Linked DNA regions of Gossypium hirsutum: region 1 is linked to region 2. The links are chromatin contacts, called in public Hi-C maps. All regions are on one chromosome and are shown on one strand. The core of a region is the stretch at or near the end of the contact, and the rest is flanking DNA. Distances in the headings are between cores, read along the strand shown. Region 1 has its middle 31 kb from the start of LOC107961194. Region 2 holds the start of LOC107961193 (transcription factor bHLH162).

Region 1 (4,104 bases), core at 38-2,537, 88 kb before region 2:
TATTTATTATTGGGTTTTTCCCCCACATTTCATCTCAAGCAAGTTGAAATCACAAAATCAACAACTAATATACCCATTGATCCAATCTTCAGAGCTTGAGGAAGTAAGTAAATGTTTTAGAGAGCTTTTTTTTTTTTTTAACAAATGGATTCAAATATTATGGAACTAAAGGCACGGGATTTGTCGATATATGATGAAATATTGTTTGAAGCTTTTAACAGGAATGTCATCATATACATTTTATTTTGAAGGAGGGTGTTTGCTTCTTTATATGAATAAAGAAGGGAGTCAGATGGGGTGGCGGAGATTGATTGTAAGTTCTGAGAGAGTTTGAACAGGGAGTGGCAAGATGACGACAAAGAAGACAAAGAAAAAAAGAAAGTTTTGGAATAATTACATAAAGGTGTTTAAGGTTTAGTCAAAAATAAAAAAAATTACCACGTGTCATCATTTAATTGGTTAATGTGCCACGCCAACAATTCGTTAGTGGATTAACGAAATTTTTAATAGTGGTGACTAGTTCGAACAATTATTTTAATTAAAGTGACTAAATTGAGAAAAAATTAGAGTGATCAAAATAGGATAAACCCTATTTTAGAGTGACTTTAGATGTAATTTATGCTAATAACATTTAATTATATAATCTATCAAGTTATTAAAAAATTTTTATATTATAATAATGAAACCAACTACTAAATTAATTCAAGCTAACTTGATTTGTACATGAATTTTAAAATTATTAACAAATGCTGAGTACAATGATAAATCATATTACGGTATTGATGAGAGAATATTGTTGAAAGAGGCAACGACAAATCTCGAATATAAACTCTAAAATAAACATGAAAAATTAAAAAAAAATTCTAAAAAAATTTTATCCGCACCATCATAAAGAAATTAGAGGAAAATGTATTAACCTAAATTTTTATATCTACAACATATAGTTGTTGTGATTGAGCCAAGAGATTATTTATATATATATATATATAAAAGTAAGAACTCGACATTCAAATTGGTGGGATAATATTAATGTTTGTAAGAACTCGACATTCAAATTGGTGGGATAATATTAATGTTTGTATTTTGGGTAAACTCAATTATTTCTCCAACATATATGTTTGGGAGGGGTGTATGGTAGATTGGCTCACGAACCCAATATGGAAGACTTGGAATATGGATTCAATTAGAGATATAAGATAATGGATCCTAGAGTGGCTATATGTTGGGATCCTGTGTCTTGTACTATGGCACTTGTAGAAGCATAGGAATCATGATATGCATTATAAAGGAGTTGTTCCCAACCCAACCCAATCCAATCCAAGTGGGTATAGTTGGAAGGTGTGGTGGGCAGCTCTAAGTAGAGTACAAAACTTTACTAAATATCTGCAGGAATAATGCTGGCAATGAAATTGAGCAAGTTCATATCAACAAATATTCTTTTATCACAACAAAATTAATTATTATGATTACTTTTTTTTTGACATGAATTTACTTCTAGAATAAAGATTATTGGTCAATATATATATATATATATACAATCGTTTATTATTATCACAATTGTTTGCAGTTTTAGTGTCGACAATTTAATTACGAAAGAATTGAATAAATCTAATAACTTATTTTGATCACATTTACTCACAAATTTAGCATAAAAAATTTTGCATTAAAAAGATTGAATAGTTGTGATGACTTTAAATCTAATTACTATAAATTATATTAATTATTTTCTTTCTCCACTAAAAATGCTATCTCATGTAGTTATGGTTTTATTTATGTTCAACTATATTTTTTAGTTTTGATTATTTTTGTTTATCTTTCTTTTTTATTAATTCTACTAAATTCGATATAATGAATTAAATAAAATAGATTATCAAGAAATTTATAAAATAATATAAAATATGCTTAAATATTTAGAATGTTTTTATAAATAATTAAAAAATTAATTAAACTCTTAATTAAAATTTGCAATCGATTGAGTTTTTAATTTAAAGATAGTAATCGATTGAGTGAAGATGTGGTGGTGGTGTCGAAACAATAATGACATGGCAGATGAAATAGTATTTCACATGAAAAATGTTGACAAATGGAAGGTTTAATTGATTTTTAATTATTTTACGAGTTTAATTAATTTTTATAACTTATAAAAGAAATTATAAAAATTTGAGTAAATTACACCATTAGTCACTAAACTATGGGTAAATTTTCATTTTTATCACTTAATTAAAAAAGTTACAATTCCCTCTCTTCACCAATTAATCCTTGATAAGTGATTACTTATCTTTTCAATCTAGCCCCTGCACTACAATTTATCCAATTTTATCACTTGGCAATTTGGTCTTATAATTTCATATATACCACATGAGCTCCTCGAATAATATTTTTGGTTTAGCTTGACTTAATAATTCAGCCCCGAACTCGAATTTTTTTAACACTGGCGAAAATCAAGCCGTTATATTATTATTTAATTAATAAACAATTCGCATTTATCTAACACCGTACTTGAATTTTATTTTCTTGATCACTTATACAATACGAATTTTGACTTCGAAAAATTTAGGATGTTACATTTCTTGGTTTTTTTCTTTGAAGTCCTGGGAAACTTTCACCCTCAATTTACTAGGGTTTGACTTTAGAGAGTTGGTTAAAACCATTTGTAAAGCTTATTAAAGGTTCTTTCTTCAAATCGTTTAATAGGACATTGTCATTTTATCATCTTTCATCCTATCTTTTTCCATCTTCTCTATATCTTTATTTATCTTGATTATGTTCATTAAAAACATTTTTAATACTTTATCTTCTTGTTCAATTTTAGGTTGCCTAGCCACCAAGATAGGGTTTCTCTCTTTGATTCAATTTTCTTTTGCTTCGAATAACTTGAACTCGATCCTATTCATTATGTCTCTATTGTTTTATCATCAACTTAATCAAAAGTTTAAACTTAGTAGTAGAGATAAATATACAAACAATGGGATGGAAAAAATGGTATAAAATATTAAAATTTATATTAAAATTAAAGCAATAAAATTAAAATTTTATAAATATTAATACCATGAATTTAAATCTCACTATATACAATTTTTTCATTAATTTTATGAAAAATAAAAGAAAAAAATAATCTTCTAATTTTTCCAACTAATTAACATTCAGTTAACTCAATTAAGATTAGAAGAGATATTGATAGTATGAAAGTTTATATATAGTAATAGCAAAGGAGAAAGGATAATTATTTTATAATCTTCATTAGAAGTAGTATATTGCATTTATTCACATGCTCATTTTGATTTTGTTTGTGGTGTTTAAAATCTCCACTAATTATATATAAAATTATTCTTTTAATTGTCAATCACGTTATTAGTTGAGTAATAATTTGTGTGATTTTCAAGTTGATTGGCATAAAGTTTAGGGTTCGATAATATTTGTATTTGTAAACTTTTTCCACCATTGTAACATAAATGTTCACTTCTATTTAAAAAAGATAAATTATACCATTATTCACTCAACTATTAACATATTTCTATTTTGATCACCAAATTATAAAAAATATTCAATTTAGTCACTAGCGTTTTAGATCATTTCTGTTCTGGTCACTTTCTGTTATAATAACACACTTAGTCTTCAATACTTACACATTCTATCAATTTGATCTTAATTTTAAATAATTCAATAAATTTAACCCTCCATATTTACAAATTCTATCAATTTAATCCTCGAATACATATAATTAAATATAACTATAATTAAAAAAATATTATATGTTACGAAAAATACAAAATATAATATTATAATTGGAAAAAAATTAGTACATTGCGAGTGAAGTTGACTCTACAAGTAGGATCAGTAAGTTGACAAATATCCTATAAGATCGTAATAAAATATCAAAAAAATAAAAAAATACATTGTCAACCCTATTATATTTTAAGGAAATATTATATTATTTACCATAAAAAACCCATGACACATTTTAACCTAAAAATGTAAAAATCTCACTAAACAATGGTAGATTGGCAAGAATATCTCCACTGATTTTACTTTTGGCACTTTGCGGTTGTGATTGTAATAGACCAATTTTGGCCGGGGCGCGGAAAAAATAATAACTGAATAAAT
Region 2 (4,139 bases), core at 210-2,709:
ATGACCATACCATAATAAATAATTGGAGTGCATTTAATATTATTAATCATATTTATTTACCAATTTAAGTTTCTTTTTACTTACAATTTAAACTAATTTATTTTATTTTAATTTAGTTTATAATGCATACATGTTATTATTATTAGTTATAAACTATTTTTTTTAGAATTATTTGAACGACACACTTTTATTCTAAATACGTGATTTATATACTCACACATGATATAATTCTTTGTAACAATAATAAAGATTTTTTTTGCTGGTAGAAAATAGCTAATTCAATGAGAACTTTATTCTTCAATCACAATCCTCAATCTCTGAAGCAATCTTGAACGATCAATTCCATTTATATAACTGATTCCATTTATATAAGTGATTGCAGCCTGTAGAAAAACCAAGAATGCCAAGGTTTTAGCATTAATTAAAAGCAATATATATATATGAACTAAAACATTTATATTAGATGAAAAAAATTGATGAATACGTTCAACACCATTTTATTTTGATGAATATAGTGAATAATATATATATATATATCCATGAGTAAAGCTTTGTCGAATCTACTTATTCTTTCAAAATTAAGGTTATTACTTACCAACATTCTAGATATACAAAATGAAGCAAATGCATTATAGTCGGATCTCTGGTTCTAAAAGGTAGAAACCAGTTTACATTTTTTTCATTAATGTATTAACAATTTTATTATTGAATTTATCTATATTTTATGCACACAAAGTTTTGAATCAATTCCATATTACGAAATGTGTAAAATTAATGTGAGTGTCTCTCATATATATTTGAAGGAAAATGGAAATATTAGAGATTTACCTCACAATGAATGGTAAGGATGTTCCTATTGCTTCCATTACTATACGTAAGGGTTAGAACTTCAGCTCCTTCTTCTTGAATGATTCTGATAATCTCATTCAACGAAAGATTCAACTCGGATTCCGCACTTAGATTTATTTCCATACCAGAAACATGTGAATATTCTGATATGTTTATAACTGGGGACATCATCGTCCTCCTTCTACTTGTCCCTATGTTACCCTCTTCAAGTTGCAACCTCCTTTGGTTAAGTCCCTCTAAACGTGTTCGAATCTGGTTTATATACACAGTGGCTTGCTCCAATCTGTCGGGAATCGCCGACCTCTACAAATGCAAAAAAAAAACAACAACAACGAAACCCATGTTCAAACAAAGAGAAAAAATCACACTAGAAACATGAATCCAGACTTAACTGAACTAAGAAGGAGGAGGAGGAGGACTTAACAACAACATACTCGAGTGGTGGGAGGAGGAAGGAGAGAAAAAAGCCTGGAAAAGAGATGTCTCATGTTGGATCTCCGCTCCCTTTCGATTAAATTCCGGTTCATTTTCGATAATTGAGATAGGTAGGGTTTTTTTCTCTGGTCTCTCCAGGTATTTGATCTTTGATTATATATAAGAATTACGATATACCGGTTCCAACCCGGAAAACGCGGAACATGAATCTTTTTGCAGCTAATTACAAATAACAGGCGTGGAATTTCCTTTTTAGTACTGTTGCCAGACTCTCCTGTCGCTTTATGTTTCCTTACGCCTCAATTTTCTTCCGACTTGGCCCATTGTTTCTTTCTGGGAACCCAACAAACAGGGATTCTTATCATTTAATTAATTAATTTTTAAATATTGTTTTATTACTATTCACAAATCGGCTCTTGGCATTTTTGGACCTAGATGACACAATAAATTAGACCCCTTTAAATATATATATAATGTAATGCAATAAAAGTTTAAAAAATTTTAAGACCTTAAAAGATAAAACATTTATAGTAAAAAATTAAAAATTTTATTATTTTATTTTAATCTAAAAAAATTTCTATATGAAAAATTAAAAAATATTTTTTTTAGACCTATCTTATTTTAAACAGCACTCTCAAACAACCCCAGGCCTCGCATGATATTACTATGTGTATTAATATTTGTAATCGAGAGACCATTAGTCAGACATATTTATGGTTGATGACAATCCAGAAGAAAACTTTGCTACATTCTTTGCTTGTGACCTACTATTTACATTGCACTTGGAAAAATATTCAATTCATGAAAAAATGTGGTTTTAAAATTTTATTTCTTTTACTATCACTCATCTTGGTTGATTTTCAGTGTTAGATTTATTTATCGGTTGAGCTATTTGTTAGGCTTAAAGGCTCACTCGAAATTTGAGAAGGTTTGGGTAAAAATATTAAGCTCGAAAAATGAACTTGGGCAAAAATTAAGCCCATTTAAAATATAGGCTGAACTTGGGCTTGAACATTCAAGACTCAAGCCCAGCCCAACCCATTTTTAAGTTTATAATACTTTATACTATGTTATGTTTATATATTATGAAATTTATAACACTTTTAAAAAATAAACTTATAGTGAATATATAATATTACTCTAATATAAACATTAAAATAATGCGAGGATAGTTATATAAAAAAATTTAATAAATAAAAATATATAAAACTATTAAATATTAAATTTAAATAACATAAATATTTTTAAAAAATAAAAATAATATGGGCGGGCCTAAATAGGCTTGGATTAGTATTTTACAAATATGAATGGGTTTGAGTAAAATTTTAGGCCCATATTTGAGGTCGAGTCGAGCTTAGACAATCATAAATTATATTAATATCATGCTTAGGCATAGCTCGACCCATGAGCTCCTCTATTCAGGGTTTGTGGTTATCCCTCCCAACAATGTTGTCTCTAAGGATTGAACTTCGGTTTTCCCCTTTGAAATGTAATGTACTTTACCATTACAGTCGATTTGATGAAAATTAATTGTCAATATTATTAGGTTTGAATTTTTCGTGATTTTGTTAATAGAATAAATTTAGTGTTAACAGTGTATTTGTTAATTATGCGTTTAATTCATCAAATACAATTCAAACAATGTGATGTAATTCAAGTTTTAGAGTTGATTGATAATATTATTAACTAATTATAAATTTTCATCAAATTAATTCTAAAACTTGAATTAAACACAAAAATGTTAACATTGTTACCTTCATATATATGTGCCAAAATGTATAACTTTTGTCAAATACATGTACCACATTTGATATAAAAAATACAAATACTACGTTAAAAAGTATCAAATTCAAATGCCAACTTATATATTAAATCTAAAAAATTAGAAATGAAACATTTAAATACATAGATTGAACTACTTGTCGGACCAAAAAGACTTGGCTCATACAAGATTAAGTGTGGGCTTGGATTGACGGTGAGTTTATCTATGGTTAGTGTAAAAAAAAGGTAATAGTGATATTAGATATTGTAGTGATACTATAACGTGAGATAAAAAATAAACTAAACACACCGTACCATCCATCTAAACTCACAATATAAATAATAATTTTCTAATACAAGCTAACTCAATCCAACCCTAATTAATATTTATCAATTAAAATTTTATGTTTTATATTTTTCTTTACAACCATATTAGAATCAATAAATGGAGAAGGAAAATTAGATTAAAAACACAACCATTCTATCTTAAACCTAAACTTAAATCATATGAAACCGACACAGTTTTTTCAGACTAATTTGATTGGTAATTTTTATTAATATATATTTTAAATTAATGTTTTTATAATTTGATTTGATTGGTGGGTGGATGAATTAGGCGACCAATTTTTTATTTGATTGAATTGTCTAATTTTATTAAATAAATTATTAAAAATTATAAAAATATAAAATTATTTAAAATAAAATAATTGGTTTCACTCGGTTCTTACCAATTCACCAATCAACTAATTTTACTTCTTTCTTTGCTCGATATACTAAACGATTCTCAATCCAACTAATCCAATCTGATTTCAATTACTTTATTTTTAAACAACCGTTTGATCTTTCCGATAAACCTAACAGATCCCAACTTAGTAAATAATAGCGTAATAATAATAATAATAATAAACTATTACCGTATCCAATAATAGCGTAATAAAATAGAAGATACTTTAAATTAGACTTGTTAATGGGTTGGATTACCTTCCTAAGCTTGAAAGTCCACTTAAAATTTGAGAGGGATTGGGCAAAAAAATTAAAATCTTTTGAAATATGAGCCGAGTTTAGGTTTGAGCATTCAAGAGTTAAACCTGGCC

Evidence for each region. A called contact is a pair of places that touch in the nucleus more often than the background predicts.
Region 1: a Hi-C map of hypocotyl shows a contact between it and region 2, with 2.5 times the contacts expected there. The contact joins the enhancer-like site here to the promoter of LOC107961193 in region 2. A contact is called at or near these places in 7 of 34 Hi-C or Micro-C datasets (callus, hypocotyl, leaf and 1 more).

The regions. Positions count from the first base shown.
Region 1 is chrA05:40,034,579-40,038,682 of Gossypium_hirsutum_v2.1, reverse strand. No RefSeq gene overlaps it. Among protein-coding and RNA genes, the nearest start is that of LOC107961194, 31 kb to the left of the region's middle. Within about 2 kb of position 1,287, at least 3 of the 9 cell types and tissues checked have an H3K27ac peak or open chromatin away from gene starts, as enhancers often do. A contact at or near this core is called in hypocotyl and leaf, where this site is marked.
Region 2 is chrA05:39,946,594-39,950,732 of Gossypium_hirsutum_v2.1, reverse strand. It overlaps LOC107961193 (transcription factor bHLH162), which reads right to left and starts at 1,459. Exons shown (of 3, transcript XM_016897399.2): 1 at 1,284-1,459; 2 at 829-1,152; 3 at 184-383. The coding sequence starts at 1,376. The coding sequence ends at 291.